7 separate regions of the Mus musculus genome follow, and regions 2, 3, 4, 5, 6 and 7 are each linked to region 1. A link is a contact called in public HiChIP or PLAC-seq and promoter capture Hi-C data. All regions are on one chromosome and are shown on one strand. Each heading gives the region's core, a stretch centred on a gene start, on an enhancer-like site or on the middle of the called end of the contact. The rest is flanking DNA. Distances are from core to core; before and after follow the strand shown.

Region 1 (3,272 bases), core at 408-2,907:
ACAGCAGTTCAGAGCCTTCTGGAACCCCAGTTCCAAGGCATCCAACCTCCTCAACAGGTACACAGCAGTGTGCATAAATGTGGCAAACACTCATACACAGAAGATAAAAGTAAAATAAAAATCGTTTTTAAAAAAATACAGTACAGCTATGTATCAAGTACATACAGAAACGAAACATCCTTAATTGCAAAGTAAAAAACTCGAGCTACAGAAAGAAGCTTAAGAATATATAACACACGGGGCTGGTGAGATGGCTCAGTGGGTAAGAGCACCCGACTGCTCTTCCGAAGGTCCGGAGTTCAAATCCCAGCAACCACATGGTGGCTCACAACCATCTGTAACAAGATCTGACGCCCTCTTCTGGAGTGTCTGAAGACAGCTACAGTGTACTTACATATAATAAATAAATAAATCTTAAAAAAAAAAAAAGAATATATAACACGCACGTACAGTAGCAGCAGTTGCTAGTATGTATTCGGAACTTAACCACATAAATAGCCCATAAGTTATCTAAGATAATCATAGCAGCAACCGTATTTCCTTCCAAGTTAGGACTGAGAAACGGTGAAGACAAAAGTCTGGGAAACACAAAGCACACAGACGAGCCGGTATGACAAAAAACGTAAGGGGGTCGGCAGCGGCCCATGGCAAAGAAATGACTCGACAAAAGCAGCTACATGCCACTGGACATGGATTTAAATGTCAAAATGCTCAAGACCCTTGTTCTGCGTATCCATCAAATACTGAAGCTACGAATTCCACTGAACGCGTCCCTCCCTTCTGCAATCCCACAGCATCACCCTAGTTCGGTACCCTCACCCTTATCAACTGGCGTTGCTTTCTTTGTTTTCTGCGGTGCTAGAGATCGAACCTGAAGCCTGCTGACAAACGATTTCTTTCTTTTCTTTTTGGGGGTGTTTTGTTTTGTTTTTTTCCGAGACAGGGTTTCTCTGTGTAGCCCTGGCTGTCCTGGAACTCACTCTGTAGACAGGCTGGCCTCGAACTCAGGAATCCGCCTGCCTCTGCCTCCCAAGTACTGGGATTAAAGGCGTGCGCAACCACCGCCCGGTACGATTTCTTTTTTTAATATTACACTTTGTTTATTGTCGGAAGAAGCCACGGCGCACGCGTGGAGGTCAGAGAATCATCTAGAGGGGTCCTTCAACTGTGTAGATCCGGGGATCGAACTCACCCGGCTTGACAGTAATTGCCACTACCTGCTGACCCATCTCCCAAAGAGTTGGCCAGCCTCAAATTTTGTTTCTCCGCCTTAAATCCAGATTAGGCCTTTAAAAAAAATCAATCTCAGCCGTTCCGCGAAAAAGTTTGAAATAGCACCTGAATTAGAAATCGACCTTACCACACACGGTAAGGAGACAACGCAAATCCTTCCTTGGCCCTCAAAGACTCAAACTGGCCTGGGGAAGGTTGGCGTGGTGGCTGTTGCCACGGTAACCAAAAGTTCACGATCTCTGTAACTTACGGTCTCAGAGCCCAGGAGCACAAAGTCAAGAGGAAACCGCAGAAGGAACAAGCAGGAGGCTCACACACCTTTTCCTGTTTCACTGAAAGCGCAAGGCGTACGGAGCCCGCGAGCCGCTAAATCCAAGCTCCAGAGTCGCCCGACTCCACGTTGTTCGCCGCCCCGGAAAACCCTGTCCGGAAGCAGTTAACGAGCGCTTCCTGGGAGCTTGCGCAGAACCAGCCTGGTGGGCATTCAGGTAGTGCGCATGCGTGGCCACGCCCCCACAGGAGCGTTACCTGTGGGAAAGATGCAGAGCCTATCCAGCTCTGAAGAGGCTTCCGGACGAGGCCCGGAAGTGGATGTTGACTTCCGCCTCCCCATTGGTTTGGCCCAGATTGACAATTTAGCCTGAGCCTTAACGAAATTGGAAGATTTCCATCGCAAAGTCGAGTGTGACAAGGGAACGCATAGCCGATCCCAGTTGCTGCTAGCATCTGATTTAAGTGACTTCCTGCCTCACAGTTTGAGCAAGAATCTTTTTCCTTTTCAACGTGGATTGTTGTAGGGATGGGTCTGGATCCCACTTTCATGAGAGACATTCACAGCCATGTGTTAATTCTGGAGGTAGATAGTGGAATTGTTAAGCCTTTGAAAAGGACCATGGAGAATGGCAGATGTATTTTCAAGGGCTGATCCGTTAAATGAACAGACTGGCACCAGTGGTGAAAACACGCATTAATGAGTAAAAGCTACAGGAAGACAACTTTAAAGTTATTGGAACTAAAATAAAAAAGAACGTACTGAAGGCTGCATAAGTGATGGCATGGACTCCTCTGGAACTTTGAATTTACTGCTCGAGAACAGAATCCGAGTATCATAGAAACCTAAGGGTCTATAAAAAGACTTTGTATGAAGAGTTGTTTTTTTTTTTTTAATGCGATGGGTATTTTATTCCGTGTTTTCTATGTAAACAGTATGCAGTGCTCATAGGCACTAGAGAAAAGTTATTTATACAGTTCTTTGTGTCTTTGCCCTTACTGTTTCTTTTTGTTGCTGAGTTTTTGTTTTGTTTTATTTTTGTTTCTAAGACCATGTTTCAGCATTGCCCTAGCTGTCCTAGAACTTAGTCTGTAGACCAGGATGGCCTCAACCCAGAAATCAGTCTGGCTTCCAAGTGCTGGGATTAAAGGCATGTGCCTCTATGCCTGGGCCTTTAAACCTATACTCCTAACTACAGGCAAAGCTAAACTATGTGACAAAGGAGGGGCAGTCACACACACACACACCAAGATAATGATTAGCTTGTCATCTGGAATCTTGATTTATCAAAATGACTCAGCTGATTTTGGTCATGCTCATAAAAATGGGGGAAAATACTAGCAGTAGTGGTGCGTGCCTTTAATCCCAACACTCAGGAGGGAGGGAGGCAGGCAGATTTCTGAGTTCGAGGCCAGCCTGGTCCACAGAGGGAGTTCCAGGACAGCCAGGGCTACACAGAGAAACCCTGTCTCAAAAAAGGGGTGGGAGGATGTTGTGATGTTGAAAGATCCTGGCAGAATGTAAAAGGTCACAGAAGCCCTGAAATTGGCAAAATAGATTCATTGTTAGCAGAACTAGCTTCACTGGTTTAGAAAAATAGAGGTACACAATGCTCTGGCCACTCCTAGAACCCATGTGTCTGCCAATGTTCTGACCGTTCCTTGAACCCATGTGTGTGCCCACTGATGAAGCCCATTGCCAGGTGTTTGTGATATTGGTTGCTGAGGAAGAGTCGGAAAATCTCCACAGCAACCACAGCTGGGGCCAA
Region 2 (3,272 bases), core at 433-2,932, 2.0 Mb before region 1:
TAAGAGAAAGAGGTGCAAGCAGAAAAATAATATACATTCTCTAACTGGCTTAGAGTTCAAAATGCAAACCAAATTTAAGAGTGTTTTCCAGAATACCAGCAGAATTTGATTCTGAGTTTTAAGGATACAGACTTCATGGTCCCCTGCAGTGATTTTTCAAGGCAGTTTTTACAAACACAAAAAACCTCACACACACACCCCACCCCTCCGGGGGGGGGGGGGGGGAACAAAAACAAAAAAAAACCAAACCTATAGTTTAGCTATGCACTGAACAGCTAAAATGTGAAAAAACTCTTCCTGTAGTCTCACTAAATTCTGGCAACCAGCGCTGGAAAGGTTTCCTTCTTCCTTACAGAACAAATCAAGGAATCTCAACTGCACTCCGCAGCGGGCAGAACTCAGGCCTCCAGGATTAGCCACGAGGTCAGCATCATCTACCTAGTGCCGTTTCAAACCAAGAATCACATCTACTTCTTTCAGGGCTCATGGATTTGTTGTGAGGTTAGCATACAGAGACTGGAACTAACATGCTAAAATGTTATCATTTTAGAACATTTCAAGCGATTGCTACAGTCTATTTTTAGGGCTGGTGAGTGTGGCTCAACAGTCAAGTGCTTGCCTACAATGCAAAGCTCCCTGAGCTGTTTCCCAGCGCATTAATACATAAATAAATGTCTTTTCACTCCAATAGGCGCAGACTGCTGTCAAAGTTGAGGTTGCAAGAAATTTCATCAGCCCCACATGGCCAATTGTATTCAAGGGGCTGACTTTTTGAGTATTAGAAAAAGTACTTCCAAGTCTACATGATAAAATTTTTGGGTTGTTTCCCAAAGTAATGAAAAGACAGAAATTTTAAACTAGCTAGCAATAGCGTTAGCCACTTTGAAAAATCAATTTCGAATGGAACGTAGGATGACGTTTACTCGAGCCTGGACTACGTCCACGGGGTGTGTAGTAAAACAGCCAGTAGCATTAGTCCGCAGCGTTCCTACGGCTTTCCGTAATTACAGCCTTCGACCACAAGCCAACGCAGCCTCAGTAAAAATTCCAAGTGCTGACAGAAAAGTCTACCTTGCTCCCTTTAACTCGACAACCGAAGGGAAAGTGGGGCAAGTGAATTCAGATCTCCTGAGAGGTGGGGAAGGGGCGGGAGGTTCCTAGATCGCATTAAAAGGACGGGCCGGACAGACAGTTGGGGTTTTAATTCCACTTCAAAAGCCACTTGGGACCCTGGCAGAGTCGCAGCCATAGTCTCGTGTCTCCCCGCGGGGCTCTGGTCCTGTCCCCCCACTCCCGGGACAGCGGGCCTCGGGAGACGGCGCCCCGAGCGGACAGAGGCCGGGGCCACGCGGGGCTGGGTTCCCCGCAGAGCAGAACAGGCCCGTCCGTCCCGGGGCGGGAGGCTCGTTCGGCGTGACCGCCGCGGCACCAGCCCCGCACCCACGCGCTGATGCAACCCGCGCGGGTCGGCGGCGCCCTTACCCAGCGGAGGGTTTCCGGCGTTCACCGTGAGGCACAGCGCCGCCATCTCCCAGGAGCTGCGGTCTACTCGTCGGGCTGCCTTCCTGGCGGCGAGGGTTCAGGTGGAAGCAAGGAGATGCAACGTGTGCGCGCGACCGAAGGCACCGCAGCCCTGACTCCTCCCCACGGGCCGCCACCGCCGGAGTCGGTGCGCACGCTACGACACGTCATAAATATGCGCCCGCCAAGGCAGCCTTCGCTCCGCCCCACTCCACGCGCCACGACTGCAGAGAGGTCAAGGCAGGCTACTCTGTGCGTCATCGCTGCGCGCCCACGACATTTCAGCCTCTCTCCCGTCCCCGGCCCGCGGATACTGACGTCTGGCGAACGCTATTGAACGTAATCGCCGTGCGTCGCCTCCACCTTAACCGCACGCTCCAGTTGCCTCTTGGCAGCAGGACTGGGCACCCGTGAGGTGCCACTCCGTTGTGGAAAAGGAACAGCCGTTAAGACCCATCGGAAAGTGAGGGAAGCAGGCGGACGATAGACTAGTCCATTCTGGGGCAGTGGCACATCCATGCACAAAGTCGACGAGCTACACTGGGTATAAGGGAGCTTCCCTTCAGTCTTCTCTAAAAGGAAATATTTTCAGGATTGTTTGGTGTGGTGCACGTCCCAGCATCTAGGAGGCAAGCTAGAAATACAGAAAACTATGGGGACAAAGAGAAAAAGGACCTGCTTGCTGGGCCTCCTGGCCCTGAGAATCAAGATTTCCAGATGTTACTATCTGTAGTGAAGCCTGCCAATATTGACAATGTTTGGGGGTTTTGTTTGTCTGTTTTAGAGAGAAGCATCTTCAAATGAGAGGGTTAATAATAATTCAGGCTATACAGAGAAACCCTGTCTCAAAAAACCAATAATAATAATTCAGGCTGGAGGCCTACGCGTATGTGAGCTTAAGGATGGTCTGCGAACCTCACAACAGTTAACTTGTGTTCACAGTGGAAACAAAAGAACAATTCAGGAACAGCCCATGACCAAATTCCTTAATAACCTTTAAAAATAATAACTTCAGTGTTCTTGCTAAGACCATGAAGTGTGACTGTGGTATGCGTCCTCTTTGGAGCACCTGTCAACTCCCATGCTTTAAAAAAAAAAAAAATCACATAGTAAACTCCAACTTTGAATCATAGTGGCTGCCTCTGAGGAGGTCTTCATGATAGACTTGTCTTGTCATTTCTGGAATCCAAGGTAATTAGAGAAGAGTATGACTGGGGGTAGGGGATTGAGTCAGAGAAGAAACAAAATGGCATTAAGTGCACTGGCTGGTGCCTTCTTTCATTCCTTTGTAATAGAAGTACCTTGCCGGCTGCAAAATGGCTGTGTATAAATGCTGGTTCAGAGGCAGGGACCCAAAGAAATAGCTACCCTATAGTTACATGAAAACATTGGCACATTCCTGAGGCTATTGGAAGGTAAGGGTAAATATGTACTGCTTCTGAAATCTCGCCTGCACCTTGAACTTGAACTTTTGGAAAATGCCCTGGGCAAACACATGCATCACAGAGAATTTGGATTAGAAACCCCCCTGAAAGATGCCTACTTATACACCCGGAAACAGGACAAATATTAGGGCAGCAGTGTGCTTTTGGTTTTGCATCTGAGCAATCTAGCCAAGGCTCTGCAAGTGTTCTACTCTTAAGATACTAAACACTGAGTCCTGAAGTCTTTCTTGAAGTTCTTGTCTTTTAACCATTACTATACTTATTTGTTGGTTTGATCGTCTGAGGCAGAATCTCTATATCTACCTA
Region 3 (3,272 bases), core at 556-3,055, 1.9 Mb before region 1:
CTTCCAGAGCACTGGGGTTTGGTTCCCAGCACAGGCTCACAACTATCCAAACCTCTAGTTCCATGGTGCTCCACAACCTCTTCTGACCTCCTCTGGTACCAGACACACAAATGGTGCACATAAATACACCCAGGCAAAGACTCATACACATAAATAAATCAAAAAACAAAACAAAACAAAACAAAACAAAACAAAAAACTTAACAGTCCATACATTAGTTTTTGTAGTTACATTGTAACGGCGTAACAATTGCCATAAATACGGACAGATACATTCTCTCTCATGGATTTAGCTTAGCCACTGAGATGCAGAGTCCACCGGCACTCTGGGAAGTATGCCTCTTTCATGAGCTCACAGTATCTTTGTAGGGAGAATTCTGGAGTTTTGTTTTTTTTGTTTTTGTTTGTTTTTAAAAAAACAGACAAACAAATGTTTTTGCTTGAATCCCAGATGCGGGGATATGGGGCTGCTTCAGACCATCCAACTATGACAGCGGCTGCTGACTCTGATTTGCCTCTTGCCCTAGCAGAGGCGTGGTTTTGCTACCTGTGGATAATTTCTGTGATTGTATGATATTTGAAATCAACTTTTCAGATGGTATATAAATGCTAAAGAGTGGAGACAGGGTGGCATAGTTGTGCTCACAGAGAAAATAAGATTGGGGTCTGTATCTCTTTTTCTCTCCTCTATCATTGTTCTTCTCCTATCTAGAGGTAGAGGATGAAACTGGGAGAATAAAGCATGGGAAAAGAATCCACAAAGTAGCTCAGACCAGCTACATATCTTCTCATAGGGTTTCCCAGAAAACAGCCTAGTTGATTGAATACAGCTAGTTGTTCTGGAGAGTTTGGTGGTAATGTTTTCTTCATGCTGCTGTGAGATGACAGCTGTCAGTCAGGTTCTCAAATGGGAAACTACAGTTCAGAGAACGGTATTGTAAATGCTGTCATTTACTACAGAGCAGGGGAGATGGTGGTACAAACAGGAGAATTCACAAAAACGCTTAAACACCGTGTATAATTCCAGGTGCGGGGGAAGGCCCGCATCCCCCGAGCCAGCTGCTTAGAAAGACTAACCATATGGGCCAGCTCTTTGTTTCTGAGAGACCCTAACTCCTTGAATGAGGTGAAAGAGGCATGGAAGATGATTCCCACCATCAACCTAGGACTTCCACATGCACACATAGATGCATGCCCACACATGCAAATATGCACACACACACACACGGAAATGAGAAGGCAAAACAGGCTGTATACTACCTCTGGCAGTCCACGTTTCCACTCTCTCGATACTTGCTACCAAACTTCATGCTTGTTCTAATCTATTAGATGGCTCTGTGTCATCCTGACTCCCAAAGGTGAGCATAGTTTTGCATTCATTGGCTATATTTTTTTTATGAATTGCCTGTGCTTACCTTTCCCCCCTTCCTTTATCTTGTTTGTAGTCACTTTCTATACATTTTTGTTAAAGTGTGGCACAAAAATGGCAAAATTACAGTTGTAAACCCGTGTAGCCCTGGCTGTCCTGCGGAGCTCATTCTGTAGACCAGGCTAGCCTCGAACTTGGAGACCCGACTGGCTCTGCCACCATGTGCTGGGACTAATCCCCTGCACCACCACTGCACGGCTTTAGCTTTGCTACTTTTGTTTATGACCCTGGACAAGTTAATTAAATGTATCTGATTGGGGAAAGCCGAGTGATAGTAAACACCTCTCTCTACCCCTACTAGACCTCATGAAAGACCTGTAGAGATACAGACTTCCAAGCCGGAAAACCCCGCCCTTGCTCTTGCCCCGCCCCTTCCGCCCCGGAGCGCGTGCGCAGTTCCTCGCCGCCGAGCTCTTCAAGGGTCTCTACCTTTAGGTACCGGGCGGCTGCCGTGGGCCGTGTGCGGAGGGCTCCGCCCGGCTCGTCCACCATGCACTGGGGGCTGTGCCCTCGCGGGCCCGGGGCGGCGGCGGTCGCCGCGGCTGGGAGCTTCTGGGGGCCAGCCCGTTTGCCCAGCCGCCTAGGGTGTCTGGGGATGACGAGGAGGCTCGTGGTACGATCCGTGGCCGGGGCGGACAGCCCCCAGAGCAGCTCGAAAGGCGGCAGATACCGTGACACGGTGCTGCTGCCGCAGACCAGCTTCCCGATGAAGCTGCTGGGCCGCCAGCAGTCCGACATGGAGCTGGAGATCCAGCAGGTACCGGACGCGGCCACCCGAGCAGGGCGGGGCGGGCCAGCTCTGCGGGAACCCTGCAGGCCGCGCGGCTTCCCCGGCGAGCGCCCAGCGGGCCGGGTTCCAAAGTGAAGCCCGGAGCCGCACCGAGCACCTTCCGATTTCCGCTCCCAGCGAGTCGGCTTTGCACACTTTTCCCTTTGTCACTTGTCAGAAAGTAGCCAGCGTGAGCATGTGTAAATGAAACTTCAGGAGTGGGCTGGAGAGGTAGCTCGGCGCCTAAGAGCGCTTGCCACCCTTGCGGAGGATCCGCGTTCCGTTTCCAGCACACAAGTCTGGCAGTTCACAACCACCTGTAACTCCAACTCCAGAAGATCCGATGCCTGACCTCTGTCTGCAGGCACCCGCGCTCGCGTGCACCACACACGAATAATCAAAGAGAAACTTAAAACTAAACTTAAAACATTATAAAAGTATTACCAAAGAAGGGAGGTTGAACCCCACCTTAGTCACATGTTTAGGTTTTTCACAGGAATCATGATTTCTTTGAAGGACAAAGTAGCGGCCCTTTTCTGGGTCCCCTGTGTCGTCGGTATCTGTCTCCTATGTCATACTGAATTTGCTAACGTCTGAGATTCATTCGTTAGTGTCTGCACACTAGAGTATTTAAGATATTTCTGATAATCAGGAATACTGCTTAAGTGAATAGCGTTAGCCTGAATATTCTTTGGATTTAGGGAATTATTGAGGCCAAAGAATTGAAAGAATAAATTACCAGTGTGTTTTGGGTGGCAGAGTGGACTGGGAATAGACAGGTTTTTCAGCAGGTCTGTATTGAGGTAGTGAATACTGAGAGACTTGCTAAGAATTTAGAGCCACCATGCCACATAAACGTTTACACTTTAGTCTGAAGAATTGTTGGGATTTTTGAAGACTACTGAAGGGCTGGAGAGATGGCTCAGTGGTTAAGAGCACTGATTGCTCTTCCAGAGGTCCTGAGTTCAAATCCCAGCAACCACGTGGTGGCTCACAACCATCTGTAATGGGATCTGATGCCCTCTTCTGGTGTGTCTGAAGACAGCTACAGTGTACTTATATAAATAAAATAAAG
Region 4 (3,272 bases), core at 507-3,006, 1.8 Mb before region 1:
AAAAAAAAAACAACAAAAACCCCTCTATGGATTATAAGGAGAATGTGAGAACACACACACACCCCCTGAAGCTTACCAGGACTATTGTTGAAATCTAATTAGAAGAATCTAAGCGTGCCCCTCTTCTCTACATCCCGTTTCTCACCCCACGTCTGTTGTCCCACACAACCTTCCTCACTTTCCCCTTTCCAATTCCCCCAAGGCCCTACACCCACACTTCTGGCCACTGTGCCACTGAAATGGCACTAGGGTCCCAGTGGCTGTCATCGTCCCCAAACCACTGCTATCTGACCTCTGCCACATTTCCCAAACTGCTGACCACCCCTCACCAGGGTCAGATTCTCTCCTTCAGCTTCTGAGACATTTCCATCACCTGGTGCCCCTCTCTCCCATCTCCCCAAGAACCCTTACAAGACTCCCCAACTTCAGTCTCTTCCTAAGGTTCTCGTCAGTAGCGAGTCCACGACACAACAGTTAGCATTCTATAGACTGAAACCACACTTCACCCTTAACTAATTATCACCTTGACTCCAGCTGCCATACCAAGTGTTGGACGTCTCCACAAGCATTTCAGATATGGCCTTCTTTCTCTCTCAACACACGCGCCTGTCAAGCCATCTATCATGTTAGAGCACCCTCACTCACACGTGACATTACCAGTGAATCATAGTGCTACCAGACGGAAACTACCAAACTTAAGTGGTAGGGAGCAGCAATGACTGGTACAAACTATTCATCCCTAGTTCCTCCCATATTTGATATTTTCAAACATTACTTTTCAGACAGACCCTACTAGGAAGCAGAATCTCCCTAGTGCCCTGGGATAGCTTCTAAATAGTGAAAAGGAGAGTGGTTTTTTAAAAATTATTACTGGGTCTACAGAGCAAAGTGATTTTCATATTAAAAATAAAGAAAGCAGAGTAAGATACCCTCTTTCAAAAGGAGAAATAAAGGAGCATATAATAAAATCCTCAGGTAATACGCAGCATTTAGTAAGCAGCTTTGGGATTTATATTCATGAAGTAGGGCTTGTTAACGTTGTTTGATGGTAATAACAGGCGCTGTTTCTCACCTCAATAGACGCCAATTAACTTTTCTCGACCATGTGGCTGTAATTTTAGTTCCTACCCTGGATTCTCCTCACTTCCTAAGAGGTTACTTTTCTTACTTGGCAGTTTACTCACCACCTTAAAAACCCTTCACTTGCCAATCGGCCATTTATTCCGTAAATCTGAATGACAGAAAAGAGATGGAAGAGGGTGGGGATGCTAAGCACCTCTTGAAGGGGCAGAGCAAAGGCTACATACAGTGCCAGAAATGGAGAAGGATGGGAGTTGGAACAAGCACAGGGTGGAGGGCTGACATTAGGCAGGGACTGGGACGGAGGATGCTATCTCTGAGCAGGTGGTGTGCATAGGGAGAAGACGTGGAGCTGGGACTGGGAAGGAGGGGGTGGGGAGCGGTGACAGACAGGCGACAGGACAGGAGACGCAAAAGGCTGAGGCTGAGAGAGACGGGACGCCGAGGGAAGGGAGGCTTGCAGCCGCGTCCCGGTCGCCGGGACACTTACTCGGGTCCCTCTTCAGGGCGCCGGGGGTCTCCTCCCGCAGGTGAGGGAATAGGAAGTCGCGCGCGGACTGCAGGTCCTGGAAGGAGCAGAACTGGACGATGGAGCAGGCCATGGCTGCAGGGACCCCGCCTCGCGGGGCTCGTGGTCCCTAGCCACGCCCGGGCCACTCCACCCGAAGGCTGACAGCACGGAGCCCCGAAAGCTTCAGCTACCCTGGGGGGGCGGGGACGCCAGACCGGAAGCTGTCAGCACTCCTCGCGAGGGGAGGGTGCTACGCATGCGCGGGACGCCCCGAAGCTGCGCGTGCGCGGGCCGAGCGGGAGCCGAGGGAGGGTGCAGCTTCGGACACGTGACTCGCGGTCTTGTGGCGGAGAGTTAGACGTGGAGCCTGGCCGCATTCTTTCTTGGGCGAGCTTGTCCCGTCATTCTGGCCTTCCTCCAAAGGTGATCTAATTGAACTTTGCGGGGGCCATTGAGTCACCCAAACAATCTTGTTGGTGTGCTTCTACGGACACGACCTAGATCGTTCGCAGATCAGGCGGTTTAAGCTGAGTGTGGGCAGGTGCCTGAGAACTTCGTAATTTTGTTTGTGCTTTTGTTTTTTTTTTTTTTAATGTGGAAGGCTATCCTCAGCACCTATACCCCAACTCCCAAAAGAGTCTGCGGCGCCTATGCCTGTAATCCTTCCTACCTCAGTCTGAGGCAGGTGAATTTCTGGCTGTTGAAGCCACTATCCTGGGCTACAATGCAAAAACAGTGTCTCAAGTAACAAAGCGATGGAAAGCAGCTCCTTAAGGGCTCGTATTAAATAAATACTCCTATCTATAAGTTGCCACGGTTCTGTGAAAGCCCGATGTAGTAACAGGACCAGCGCAGTATTGAATGGTGCTCTGTAATCGTCCGTTTGCCTTTTCATCCGTTTGTTCATCTAACCGCCCAACAAGTATTTGTTAGTGTTTTCCGTGCCAGCCACACTCTAGGCACAGAGCTTCGGAACAGAAAGGGACACATTCCTACGGAACTAAAAAGCTAGTGACTAACACAGGCCAAGTGAAGCAATTACTTACTCAGCTAACTAAAACTGAGAGAATGCTAGGCGGGAAAGAACAACAAAACAGCACGGCAGAACAGAGCTGGGGAGACTGACCCTGTACTTTTCCTTTGGGTTTTGGATAAGGAAAGCACCATCCTTATAGACTCCTGGAGGACTGGGGATCCGTTTAACCCCTTAAATACCTGGTCTCTAGCATGGGATCTGGCACCCAGTTGAGTCCTTGATAAATACTTACTGAAGTATATACACATAAATTAAAGACCAACCTGAGTCTTTTACTTGGATTTGAAAGTACATTTCCATATCTTGCCCAGTTAGACTGTCATAAATATCTTCAAGGAGTCTTGTTTCTTTGATTGTTTGAGATAAGGTCTAGCCATGTAGTCCAGGTTAGCCTCAAACCTTCAATTCCCCTCAATGTCCAAGCACTGGGATTATATGTGTGTACTGTACCATGGCTGACTTCAAAAGAATGTGTTATCCTAATTTTGTAAATGAAAAAAAAAATTGCTCTGTCTCTGATGAAGCTCTTGAAACCCATTTAGCTTACTTTCTTTTTTTTCTTTTTTTTTAAATTAGGTATTTATTTCATTTACATTTCCAATGCTATCCCAAAAGTCCCCCACACGCTCCCCCACCCACTCCCCC
Region 5 (3,272 bases), core at 410-2,909, 1.6 Mb before region 1:
CAAACTCATGCTTCAGTATATCTCGGTGAACCCCGATTTCTGAAGGACTCTAAAAGTGTGCCATTCCCAGAGGCACACCATAATGCAGGCTGTGGCCTTGTCATTAGTTCCAAAGCCTAAGTGCTAGTTGAACAGTAGAGATGGCCACCAAAGTGGTCTTGGGATTTTCATTTGCTCTGTGGAATTGAGAAGTACTTACAACATAAGATGCTTGAGAAATAAATATGCAGCTCGTGTTCTAGAAGCGACTACATACGGTGTGTGTGTGTGTGTGTGTGTGTGTGTGTGTGTGTGTGTGTGTATTCCCTCAAGATATGGGTTTGCTATTTTTAGGTTCTTCTGGCCCATGTTTTAAGGGTCAAGTGTTAAGTTTTCAGAAACAACTTTTAATGAGTCAGGATAAAAACCATCTGGCACAGGAATTCTTCCTCAAATGGATGCATTTGGGAAAGAGGAGTTTCCCATCATCCCAAGATTCCCATTTGAGGTTGAAGAAAGAAAAGGAATAGGGAGATGGTAAAGTTTTATCCTAGAGGCCAAGTGTGCAAAATATCAGAGTAAGAATGACAACATTGCATGGGGACAAATATGCCCAGGACCTGGAGTGGCAGGTGGAGGGAAAGGCAAAGCAGCCTTTTGGAAGGAAGAGTTCCAGACAGACCACAGAGACAGCCTTCTTACTCTCTCTGAATAAGTAGCCTAAGTGACACTTCCTTGTATCCCAGGAAGTGACGATCAGCCACTGTAGACATCAAGTCTCACCCACTCCAGGGATGCTGTGGGGTGCGGGGAGCCCTCTTCCACATGCTTTCTGGGCCAGCTCCTTTCATGAGGCTTTTGTGCCTTTTGTCCACGCCTGCCCCTGAACAACACCTCAGGGCAGAAGGATGCTGAAGGAAGGCTCGAAGAAAACCAGGAATTAAACCAGAGGAGAATTTAAGGATGGGCCAAGTGGAGAGTAGGATGGATGGTACCCAATGCTCCCTCCAGTGAAACAAATAAAAAAATACATAAAAAAGGAGGAAGGAGGGGGATCGTTCTCTATTCGCACGAACCCCATGTGTCCCCAGTGCCGGTTTAAAAGCCACACAAGAATCAACATCAAATCGCAGGACGCCCGCCGGAGGTTCTGAGGGGACAGGCTGATCCGCGGGTGGGGCGAGTCACTAATGAAATCCGGCCCGGCGGGCGGAGGCGGCCCCGCATCCCTAATGAGGGAATGAATGGAGAGGCCCCTCGGCTGGCGCCCGCCCACCCGGCGGCGGCCGCCAAGAGCCTCGGGGCGCTGCGTGCCGTGCCGCGCCCGCCGCTCCGCGCGCACCGGCTCCGGCCGCCGAGGGCTCCGGCTGATCGCGGCGGGGACGGCGCGGAGCGGCGCGCGGGCTCGGGGCCGCGGGGCCCGGCGCGGATGCGGCAGCGGCGGCGGCGACGGCGGCGGCGGCGGCGGCGCTCACCTGAGGCGGCGTGCGGGAGGCGCTGTCAGGGCCGCGCTCGCCGGGCGCCGCGCTGAGGCAGCTCCGGGGCGCCCGCTCTCCACTCAGCCCGCCGCGGCCCTCCGCGCCCGACCGGCGTCCCCGCGGCTCGGTCCCCGCGTCCTCGCCCGCCTTCCCGCCCCGCGGCCTGCGGGAGCCGCGCGCTCCCCGGCGCGGCCTGCTCGCGCGCGCCCGCCCTCGCCGAAGCCCTCCGCGGCCCGCGACCCGCCGGACCCCCCGCTCGACCCCGCTGCCCGCGCAAGATGTCGGCGCGGACGCCATTGCCCACGGTGAACGAGCGGGACACGGAGAACGTGAGTCTCCCGAGCCTCCGGCGCGGCTACCTGGGCGAGCCCGGCCTGACCCCCTTCCCCGTCCTTCCCGTCCCTACGCGGGGAGCCCCGGGGCGGCCCTCTGCTCGGAGGGGGTCCTGCCTGAGGGGATGCGGAGGGTGATGGAGGGCAGAGGGTGGGCGTCCAGAGTGGCTTCGTGAGCACCCCAACATTCTGGTCGCGCCCCCAGCCCCCCACTCGAGTGAATGGATGCTTGCTTGGCTGCAGCCCACGAGCCAGCCGAACCTCTTACACCTCGGCTGTCCTGGGATCTTTCAGCCCTTTGCTTTTCTGGATTTTTTTGAGTCCTTTGCAAACATACACCCCACCCCACCCCCGCATTGCCCCATGACTTTGCTTTTTGTAACATCAGGTCCACATTGGGGGGTGGGGGGGGGCACGGGCACCTTAGGGATAAAGAGGGCAGTGAAGTAGAGGGGTGTGTGTGTGTGTGTGACTTTATGTCACTGCAATACTCTCAGTGAAGAGTGGAAGATTTCACTTACAGCTTCTGTAGCCCCAAGGTGAGAAAGAAAAGATTTAAGAACCCCAAGAAGCCAGCTGTCTTCTTCTCTTCCTCAATCCAGTGTTCGTGACTCAGGGACAGGTTTTAAGTACTTCTCCTCAGAGTGTCACAAGGCACATTTCTTTGAAGGCAGGATTTTTCTGTGTCTGATCAAATTGCCCTCAGGAGCTTCTTTGTTTAGTTTGGTTTGGTTTAATTTTTTTTTTTTTTTTTTTTTGTTTTTAAATCAAGATTGAGATGTTCACTCGCCGTATTTGAAGTCTAACAAAACCAAGAGAAAGGCCAATTGTAATTTCATCTTCTGAGACGGACGATTGTGTTTATATGTGTGTGCAGGTTCCTTTGCAGGAAAGGTGGCTTTCTGTCACTGTTGTTTTTAAAATTCTCCGCGACCTGCCAAGGGGCCCGGAGGCTCCAGAGGGTCTGGCCTGATTGCTGACAAGTTTTAAGGAACTAGGGGGTTCTAGGCTTTGCGTGGCCGACCAGAGAGCTCTCTGGGTGTCTACGCCCCTCATCGGTCCTCCAGTGCTTAATGTACCAGTGACTTCATAGGGATTGTAAAGTAAAAATACTCAAGTGCTTTGGTGTTCTGAGACAAAAGATAGGGGAGGAGAGACAGGCAGGCTCGCTTTTCGAAGGGGCAAATGAGGCACAAACATGGGTGTTTTATCTAGAGAGTAGGGTTTGCATGTACTATATTTATTTGAAGGGATAAGAACACAATTCTACAGAGACCATTGTTAGAAGAACTAGGAAATTGTATGGGAATGCTTTGTCCTCTCCTGTGTCCTACACTTGAAATGATGAAGACACCAGGGCTGTCACCACCGTCGTACCTTGTTGCTCAGTTTGCACCGTGACTGTTGTCTTAGAGATGACACGGCTGCATAATTTTCACTGAAAGGCTAAAGGAGGTTGGAGGAAAGGGTAAAGAATTTGGTG
Region 6 (3,272 bases), core at 407-2,906, 1.5 Mb after region 1:
AACAAACATTTCATCTACCTGAATGTACTGATTACAAATGGCAATTTCGTGAATCTGAAATAAGAGAATGTTATAAGGAATTATTGCCAGCTGCGTTTCCCAATGAACAGCTGCATCTAATTTTCACAATTAATTAGTAGGTCCGGATCCATGTCCTTACCTCTTCTAACTTATTAATAAAATTAAAAAATTTAAAGTTAAATGTTAAGGAAAAGCAGGAATGAGTTCTGTATGTACCCATGCCTTGCACACACAAACATCTTTAGTGAATATAAGGTATGATGTTGAATTCGTATACAGGCTTATTTGTGTGTGTGTGTGTGTGTGCAAGTGTATACATGAAGGCCAAAGGTTAGTGTAAGTTGTCTTTCTCCAACTGCGCAACATCTTGCTCTTTGAGACAGGGTGTCTCACAAAATCCTAGCTGTTACCAACTGAGTCCAGGGAGATCTGTTTGTCCCCAGCTACCTCTGTCCCCTTCATTATAGTTACAGCCTTTTGAGAGCACCTTCCTCTTGTTTTAATTTTAGTGCTGAGGGTCTCAAGTGCTCACAAAGTTCTTATTCTTTCAAGGCAGGGTTCTTTATCATCTGAGCTGGCTCTCCAGCCTCACTGGCCTGGTCCTTTTGAAGAAACTATAAACCAAAGTTTACAAGGTTTCCCCGCCTCTGGTCTTTTATTTTGTAAGTGAAAATGCTTATATGTCCTGTGGAGGGAACCCAACGGAACCTTGGCTCTGGGTTTGAGGAGTGAAGGATGTCTTTGGTATTAGTAGAATTTATCTCAAACGACATCCTTCCCATGGTGTTTTCCTGTGTTATTTGCCGCAGGACTCGGAGTAGGATTCGTCTTTAAGAGCTGAAGCTTAAGGGATTTGCCAAACTTTACGTTTAGAGGTTTCTTGATGCACACATCTGTGGTTTAGATTTCCACCCAGGGCAACCCCAACGGCAATGACAAATCAAATCGTGGTGAGCACTCTTTCTTAGGAAGGGCTCCGAGGCACGCACTTACTCACTCGTTTGTAGCTGAGAAGGTGACAGCGCTGTGCACCTGAAGCCACGCTGCGGATGAAAAGACTTATTTCAGCCTTGCATCTGAACCCACAGTGCTTCCGAGGCAGGAAGACACTCAGATGTATTTAATAAGGGATGTTGGAAATACCTTTAAAAACAGCACGGCGAAGTAGGGAGCTTTAACGAACTGCTTTGAACTCTCAACCCGAGAGGAAGGAAACAACCAGTGGTGGCAAGTGTAAGGGGGGGGGGGAGTTTGGGGGCTCCGGCCTGGGCCTGCTGGGGTCGGGTCCAGGCGGGACGCGAAGCCCGCGGGCTTCGGCCGTGGCCGGACTAAGCGCGCGGCCCGCTGGCTCCCGAGGTTACACACGGACCGAGAGCCGGGTGACAGCAGCGGACGCTTTTGCCTGGCGTCGCGCGAGCTTCACCCTCCTCCCAGACCGCCGGCCTAGATCGCTCCGCAGGAGGGCGCGAGCCAAAGCGCGGCTTGGTGCCTGGGCTGCGGAGATAAACCGGGTGGGGACGCCGGACGCTCACGAGCGGGCGGGCTGGACGCGCCACTGGCCCTCGACCAATCGCCAGCGCCGGCGATGATTCAAAAGGTCGAGGGACCAATGGGGAGCTCAGGGCAGCCTCGCTAGGGGCGGGACCTCGGGGGCGCGAGAGCGCGGCCGGCTGTGTCGCGCGCGGAGTCGCCGCTGGCTGCTGGTGACTGTCCTGGAGTGGCTGGAGTTCCCGCCGGAGCGCGGCCAGGTGAGCGTCGGCGCGGGACTCCGCCGCGTGTGGAGAGCGGGTTCCCCGGGGCGGCCGGCGAGGCTGGGGCCGCGCGGGCCGGAAGTCGAGCGCGGGTTTCGGATGGCGGACAACCCCCGATCCCCGTCTCGGACGCGCGCGTTGGGTGCCCCGGCCGGGCCGGGCTGGGCTGTGCTCGCCGCGGCTTCCCGGCCCTCGGAAAGCGGGCGGCCTTCGGAGGAGGGGTTAACCGCCTCTGGCTCCTGCCAGGGCGCCGTCCCGCCTATCCGGGCCTCCTGAGTGCTTCTGCGCGGTGACAGCGGACCTCGCGCCTCCAGCAGCTTCGAGGGCCACTCAGTGCGCGCTGGGGTGCGGAGGGCCTGCTCCGGGGCACTTCGGCGATGGCGGGCTGGCCTGGCGTTGCGCCCGCCCGCCCTGTGTAGCGCACTTGGTGTGCTAGGGCCGTGGCTCAGGTGCAGGAGCAGGACTAGATCTGGGGCTACAAAGTAGCAGCTGCTCTGAGGGTTAGAAGATGGGGCTACAGAGAAGCGCGGGATGGAGGACCTAATACGGACAGAGAGGGTGATGATGAGCGTTGACTGGGGAGTTGGGGCGGGAGTGAGTAAGGACTGTTAAGATTAGCGTGCTTTTGGGTATTAAGGGAAAAGGCCACTCTGCCAGGACAGCCAGCTTTCTCCTGCACGGCTCTGAAGGGGCACAGACCCTGCGAACGCCTTCCTGTTTGCGTTTTGCCTAGCAGGCCTGTGCCGGCTCAGGTGTTAAAGGGTAGCTGTGAGCCACCATTTGAGCTTTTTCTTTCTGCCACATTAAGTGAATTTGGGAGAGGGGGGGAAACGATTAAAGATCTTAGTAACGCACCGGAGCATCGTAGAAAGAAATCGGCCACACTGATACATAGTGTTATATTGTACCATAATATGTGAGGCGTTCAGTGCCAAATGACCCTCGGGTTAGCAAGAATCTGGGTTGACAGGAAAAAAGCCTGAGGATTCTTGAATTTCTGCGGTATGTGGTTGAGGGTACAGTTTAGCGAGTGACTTTTCTTTGCAAACAACCTGTTTGTTTAGGGAAGCCTGTGTGCGTCTCTTATGCGTTACTTGGGTGCATAAGAATACACGGGAGTCTGGAGCCTCCTTGTCCTATCCAGTATAATTATCTCCTGTTGGGCAATATTTTGGGATGTGTTATGTAGTTTCCACTGACTGTGTGGATCTTGTGCAAAGTGGCATTCATATCTTGTTGGCAGCCCATTTTTTTTTTTTTTTTTTTGTCTCCTAAGACAAGGTCGTTCTCCACATGCTATATAAAATATCACCATCAGTGTCAGTTCATGGTTTGTGTTGTTGTTGTTGTTTGTTTTTTTGAGACAAGATCTCTGCACAGCCTTTATTGTCCTGGAACACAGTGCAGGCTAGGCAGACCTTCAACATACAGAGGTCTGTTTTCCTCTGCCTCCCAAAGAATGGGATTAAAGCCACCATGCCCTGCTAGTCTCAGTTCTTT
Region 7 (3,272 bases), core at 369-2,868, 1.5 Mb before region 1:
CCTCTGAAAGTGGTAACAAGTTTCTACAGGAAAAAATAAAACTAGACAAAGATGATGATGATGATGAAGGTGATGATGATGTCGATGATGAGGAAACAAACTGAAAGAAAAACTCCAGTGAAGAATCTGTATGAGACCCTCCAGAAAAGAAAAAAAAAAGTACAGAAATCAAACAAGAATGGAAAAAGACTTCAAAACCATCAAAACAAGATCAAAGGGTAACAACAATGCTTTAAAAACCTAAGACACCAATAAGACCTTGCTCTGCAGAAGACATTAAAATAAAACTGCAGACAAGTATAGAAAAAAGTGTTTCTCGTTCCAAAGTGGAAGCCACATTCATGAACTGTGTGAAGAACTGCTTTCTGATGACTGAGCAGGAGGCTAGTGGAGATCTCAGGCCATGGAGGAAGAAAATGTCTAAACAGTTGGAAACTGGCTGGAGAGATGGCTCAGTGGCTAAGAGCATACACTGTTCCTTCAGAGGACCAGAGATAGATTTCTAGCAACCACATCACCTGTCTGTAACTATAGCTCCAGGCCAGAGACTCTGTACATACTTACACATAATTAAACATAGTTTAAAAAAATGAATCTCTAAAAAACGTCATGTCTCTAAAATGTTCAGGAAGCAATTTAATGTAAGAAGATTTGATTTGGAAGCCACAAAGAAACCACTTACTTGATTTCTATAAAAACCGATCTCATCTCTCCTTCCTATAATGTGGAGTGAGACCCCCCCACACACACACATACACACACTGGGCTTGATGGCTGTTGTTCAGGTTCCACTGCCAAGAACACACGTTGTCTAAACGCCTGCTCAGCTTCCAAGGACGGACTCCACCCTTTACTTAGTTGTAAGTATGTATGGAATGTTTTGATGGGAGACAGAAATGCTGATCATCAGGCATGTGAATGTTGGGAAGACATTTTTAACGTTTTCTTACCCTGCGCTTCTTGCTTGTGTTTGATTCAGAGCATCATGTAGCCCAGGCTGGACCTCAGACTCGCTGTGGTCAACTTGAACCCCTAATCCTTCTGCCTCCACTTCCTAGGTTCGGAGCATGTGCCACCTTGATGGGGCTTCTGTGACACTGGGGATGGAGTCCGGACTTTCGGGCATGCCTAGGTAGCATTCTCCCAACTGAGCTACATCCCCAGGTCTGAATATAATATTTTCATGACCCTGTCAACATGTCCACACCAGCACTGAGGAATCTTCACCAATACCATCTCTACCATTTGTTTGTTTGTTATTTTGTAGCCTTGGCTATCCTGGAACTTGCTCTGTGAACCAAAGTGAGCCTTGAACTCAGAGATCCACCAGCCTCAGCCTGGGATTAAACGCAGGGATTAAAGGTGTGTGCCACCACACCCTGCTAGTTTTAAATGCCCGCACCCGTAGTAGGTCTGTTGTTTGGAGTCTGTTCCCAGTACAGCTGAACTTGCCTACCCTGAGCAATGGTTTCTGCTGCAGGGTTCTCCGGAAAGCCTTTTACGTCTGCCCCCGTAATCCTGGACCCCACCGCATGGGTGTGCTGCGACCTCTGGTTCCCGGAGCGCACAGGGCCGGGGCGGTCCGCAGGGGCAGGAGCCGGGCGGAGCGTGGAGCAAAGGTTGCCTCATAGCCTGGGCCCTTCTCCAGAGCTCGGCGGCATCATGACGGTGGGCGCCCGGCTCCGAAGCAAGGCGGCGAGCAGCTTAGTGGGCCGAAGGCCCCTGGGGCGATCGCGCCGCGCCGGTGACGAGGAGACAGATGCCATCGTGGAGCACCTGGAGGGCGAGGACGAGGACCCGGCGAGCCCGGACTGTGAGCGCGAAGAGGGCGGGCGGCGCGCGGGGACTCCGAGCGCACGCAGGGTGCACCTGGCTGCGCTGCCTGAGCGCTACGACTCCCTGGAGGAGCCCGCGCCAGGCGACAAGCCCAAGAAGAGGTACCGGCGAAAACTGAAGAAGTACGGCAAGGTAGGTCCCCACGGCCCGGCCGCCCTGATCCAGACAGAACCGGGAGTCGCGCTGGGTGGAGTTGTGCCCGCATCCCCGCTGGCCTCCGGGACCATCACTAGGAGGGTGTGTAGCTGAGCGCGCGGGCAGGACCCTTGCTCCCAGTTGGAGCTGATGGTAATGCTGAAGCCATGGTGAGGTTAGTTGACTTGAGCCCCGGACCCAGCTGCGAAGTTGCAGTCTAGGTCCACCTATTTCCCGCACTCTCTCTGGGGCACCCCGCCACAGGAGAATATTAGGTGATTCAGTCCTAGACCCCGGGGTTAACCCGCGCGGGGCCTGCTAACTCAGCCAGTACATACCTAGAACCTGTTACCCCTCCCCCTTCTCTGATCAACAATCTCTGCACCCCGGGACTTCAGATGTTCTTCGGCCTGCCTTTTTACTTTGGTGGGAGAGCCAAAGGAAGGATGGATGGGGAACCGAATGAGTTTCGTTTTCAGGGCACATGATTATGGTTTCTAGGTGCTCTGACCTAGACAGGGCTAGGGAGGGAGTTGGAGTGGAGGGGAATCACAAAACTCATTGCTTGTGTTTGTTCTGACCAAAGTCCTCTGAACTCTCGGAATTATTGTCCAGGTAGTCTTCAGTGGGTGACCTTCATCATACCCGAGACATTCGGTCCCTTGCCAGGAGTTTAGTTTATCATTCTGAATGATATGACCGGAGCTTCCTCACAAGCAGGCAATGATAACATGCGTTGTTGAAGTGAAGTAGGGCTTTTGGGAGTAAGGAAGCCATCTGAAAGTGAATAGAGGACACAGGTTTCTTAGTTGGTAGCTGGCATTTAGAGATGTTTTGGGGGTGACCACTCTGTGCCAGGCATTGTGCATACACTAGAGGTACAAATAGTGGGAGGGGAGATAGCCACCCCCACCCCCAGGGAGAGGTGGCAGAGCTGGGGCACCCTGGTCCCTCACTTCTTAGCAGTGTATTAGCGATTACTTATCTGGGCGAGGCAAATTAAGACAGCGACGCTTTCAAATCGCCCTGACATGGACACTGGGCAGGAAAGAAGCCAAGGCTTCAATATGAAGTAAAAGCTAGGAAACCCACAGCTGTAATCCCAGATACTCTGGAGGAAGGGACAGGATGGTTGATAATACAAGGCCAGCCTGGGCTGTATGACAAGATCCTATTAACAAGAGCTCATCCTGGCTGAAACTGAGGTACTAGACTCCGCTCGTTAGGATGGCTATTCTAAGACTAAGTCAGTCGGTCAGTGGTGGCGCACACCTTAAATCCCATCACTGGGGAGGCATAAG

The links. Promoter capture Hi-C pulls out the DNA fragments that hold promoters and counts their contacts. HiChIP or PLAC-seq counts read pairs in DNA pulled down with a chosen protein or histone mark.
Region 2: an H3K27ac HiChIP or PLAC-seq map of extraembryonic endoderm stem cells shows a contact between it and region 1, with 7 times the contacts expected there. The contact joins the promoter of Eprs here to the promoter of Taf1a in region 1. A contact is called at or near these places in 1 of 39 promoter capture datasets (liver), 3 of 115 datasets of contacts at active chromatin or transcription factors (extraembryonic endoderm stem cells, pancreatic cancer cells and pro-B cells) and 1 of 9 other capture datasets (liver).
Region 3: a contact with region 1 is called in a promoter capture Hi-C map of pre-B cells, with 9 times the contacts expected there. The contact joins the promoter of Iars2 here to the promoter of Taf1a in region 1. A contact is called at or near these places in 2 of 39 promoter capture datasets (cranial neural crest and pre-B cells) and 3 of 115 datasets of contacts at active chromatin or transcription factors (embryonic forebrain, embryonic stem cells and large pre-B cells).
Region 4: a promoter capture Hi-C map of embryonic stem cells shows a contact between it and region 1, with 50 times the contacts expected there. The contact joins the promoter of Rab3gap2 here to the promoter of Taf1a in region 1. A contact is called at or near these places in 7 of 39 promoter capture datasets (the 3T3-L1 cell line, 3T3-L1-derived adipocytes, the C10 cell line and 4 more), 1 of 484 Hi-C or Micro-C datasets (CD4 T cells) and 6 of 115 datasets of contacts at active chromatin or transcription factors (astrocytes, embryonic forebrain, embryonic stem cells and 3 more).
Region 5: a promoter capture Hi-C map of hippocampal neurons shows a contact between it and region 1, with 7 times the contacts expected there. The contact joins the promoter of Mark1 here to the promoter of Taf1a in region 1. A contact is called at or near these places in 1 of 39 promoter capture datasets (hippocampal neurons) and 2 of 115 datasets of contacts at active chromatin or transcription factors (embryonic stem cells and forebrain).
Region 6: a contact with region 1 is called in a promoter capture Hi-C map of liver, with 2.9 times the contacts expected there. The contact joins the promoter of Lbr here to the promoter of Taf1a in region 1.
Region 7: a promoter capture Hi-C map of embryonic stem cells shows a contact between it and region 1, with 29 times the contacts expected there. The contact joins the promoter of C130074G19Rik here to the promoter of Taf1a in region 1. A contact is called at or near these places in 3 of 39 promoter capture datasets (embryonic stem cells, hippocampal neurons and liver) and 3 of 115 datasets of contacts at active chromatin or transcription factors (cardiomyocytes, embryonic forebrain and pancreatic cancer cells).

What each region holds. Positions count from the first base shown.
Region 1 is chr1:183,387,370-183,390,641 of GRCm38.p6, reverse strand. Taf1a (TATA-box binding protein associated factor, RNA polymerase I, A) reads right to left here and starts at 1,657. Exons shown (of 11, transcript NM_001277959.1): 1 at 1,484-1,657.
Region 2 is chr1:185,361,454-185,364,725 of GRCm38.p6, reverse strand. Eprs (glutamyl-prolyl-tRNA synthetase) reads right to left here and starts at 1,682. Exons shown (of 32, transcript NM_029735.2): 1 at 1,483-1,682. The coding sequence starts at 1,528.
Region 3 is chr1:185,327,934-185,331,205 of GRCm38.p6, reverse strand. Iars2 (isoleucine-tRNA synthetase 2, mitochondrial) reads left to right here and starts at 1,805. Exons shown (of 23, transcript NM_198653.3): 1 at 1,805-2,185. The coding sequence starts at 1,919. It also overlaps a transcript of Bpnt1 not described here.
Region 4 is chr1:185,202,652-185,205,923 of GRCm38.p6, reverse strand. Rab3gap2 (RAB3 GTPase activating protein subunit 2) reads right to left here and starts at 1,756. Exons shown (of 35, transcript NM_001163754.1): 1 at 1,571-1,756. The coding sequence starts at 1,682.
Region 5 is chr1:184,997,936-185,001,207 of GRCm38.p6, reverse strand. Mark1 (MAP/microtubule affinity regulating kinase 1) reads left to right here and starts at 1,659. Exons shown (of 18, transcript NM_145515.2): 1 at 1,659-1,786. The coding sequence starts at 1,736. It overlaps Gm39728 (a long non-coding RNA gene), which reads right to left and starts at 1,642. Exons shown (of 5, transcript XR_865821.3): 1 at 1,455-1,642.
Region 6 is chr1:181,840,785-181,844,056 of GRCm38.p6, reverse strand. Lbr (lamin B receptor) reads left to right here and starts at 1,656. Exons shown (of 14, transcript NM_133815.2): 1 at 1,656-1,769.
Region 7 is chr1:184,881,382-184,884,653 of GRCm38.p6, reverse strand. It overlaps C130074G19Rik (RIKEN cDNA C130074G19 gene), which reads left to right and starts at 1,618. Exons shown (of 2, transcript NM_178692.3): 1 at 1,618-1,968. The coding sequence starts at 1,663. It overlaps Gm34602 (a long non-coding RNA gene), which reads right to left. Exons shown (of 4, transcript XR_003948516.1): 4 at 2,373-2,748. It also overlaps the pseudogene Gm17905.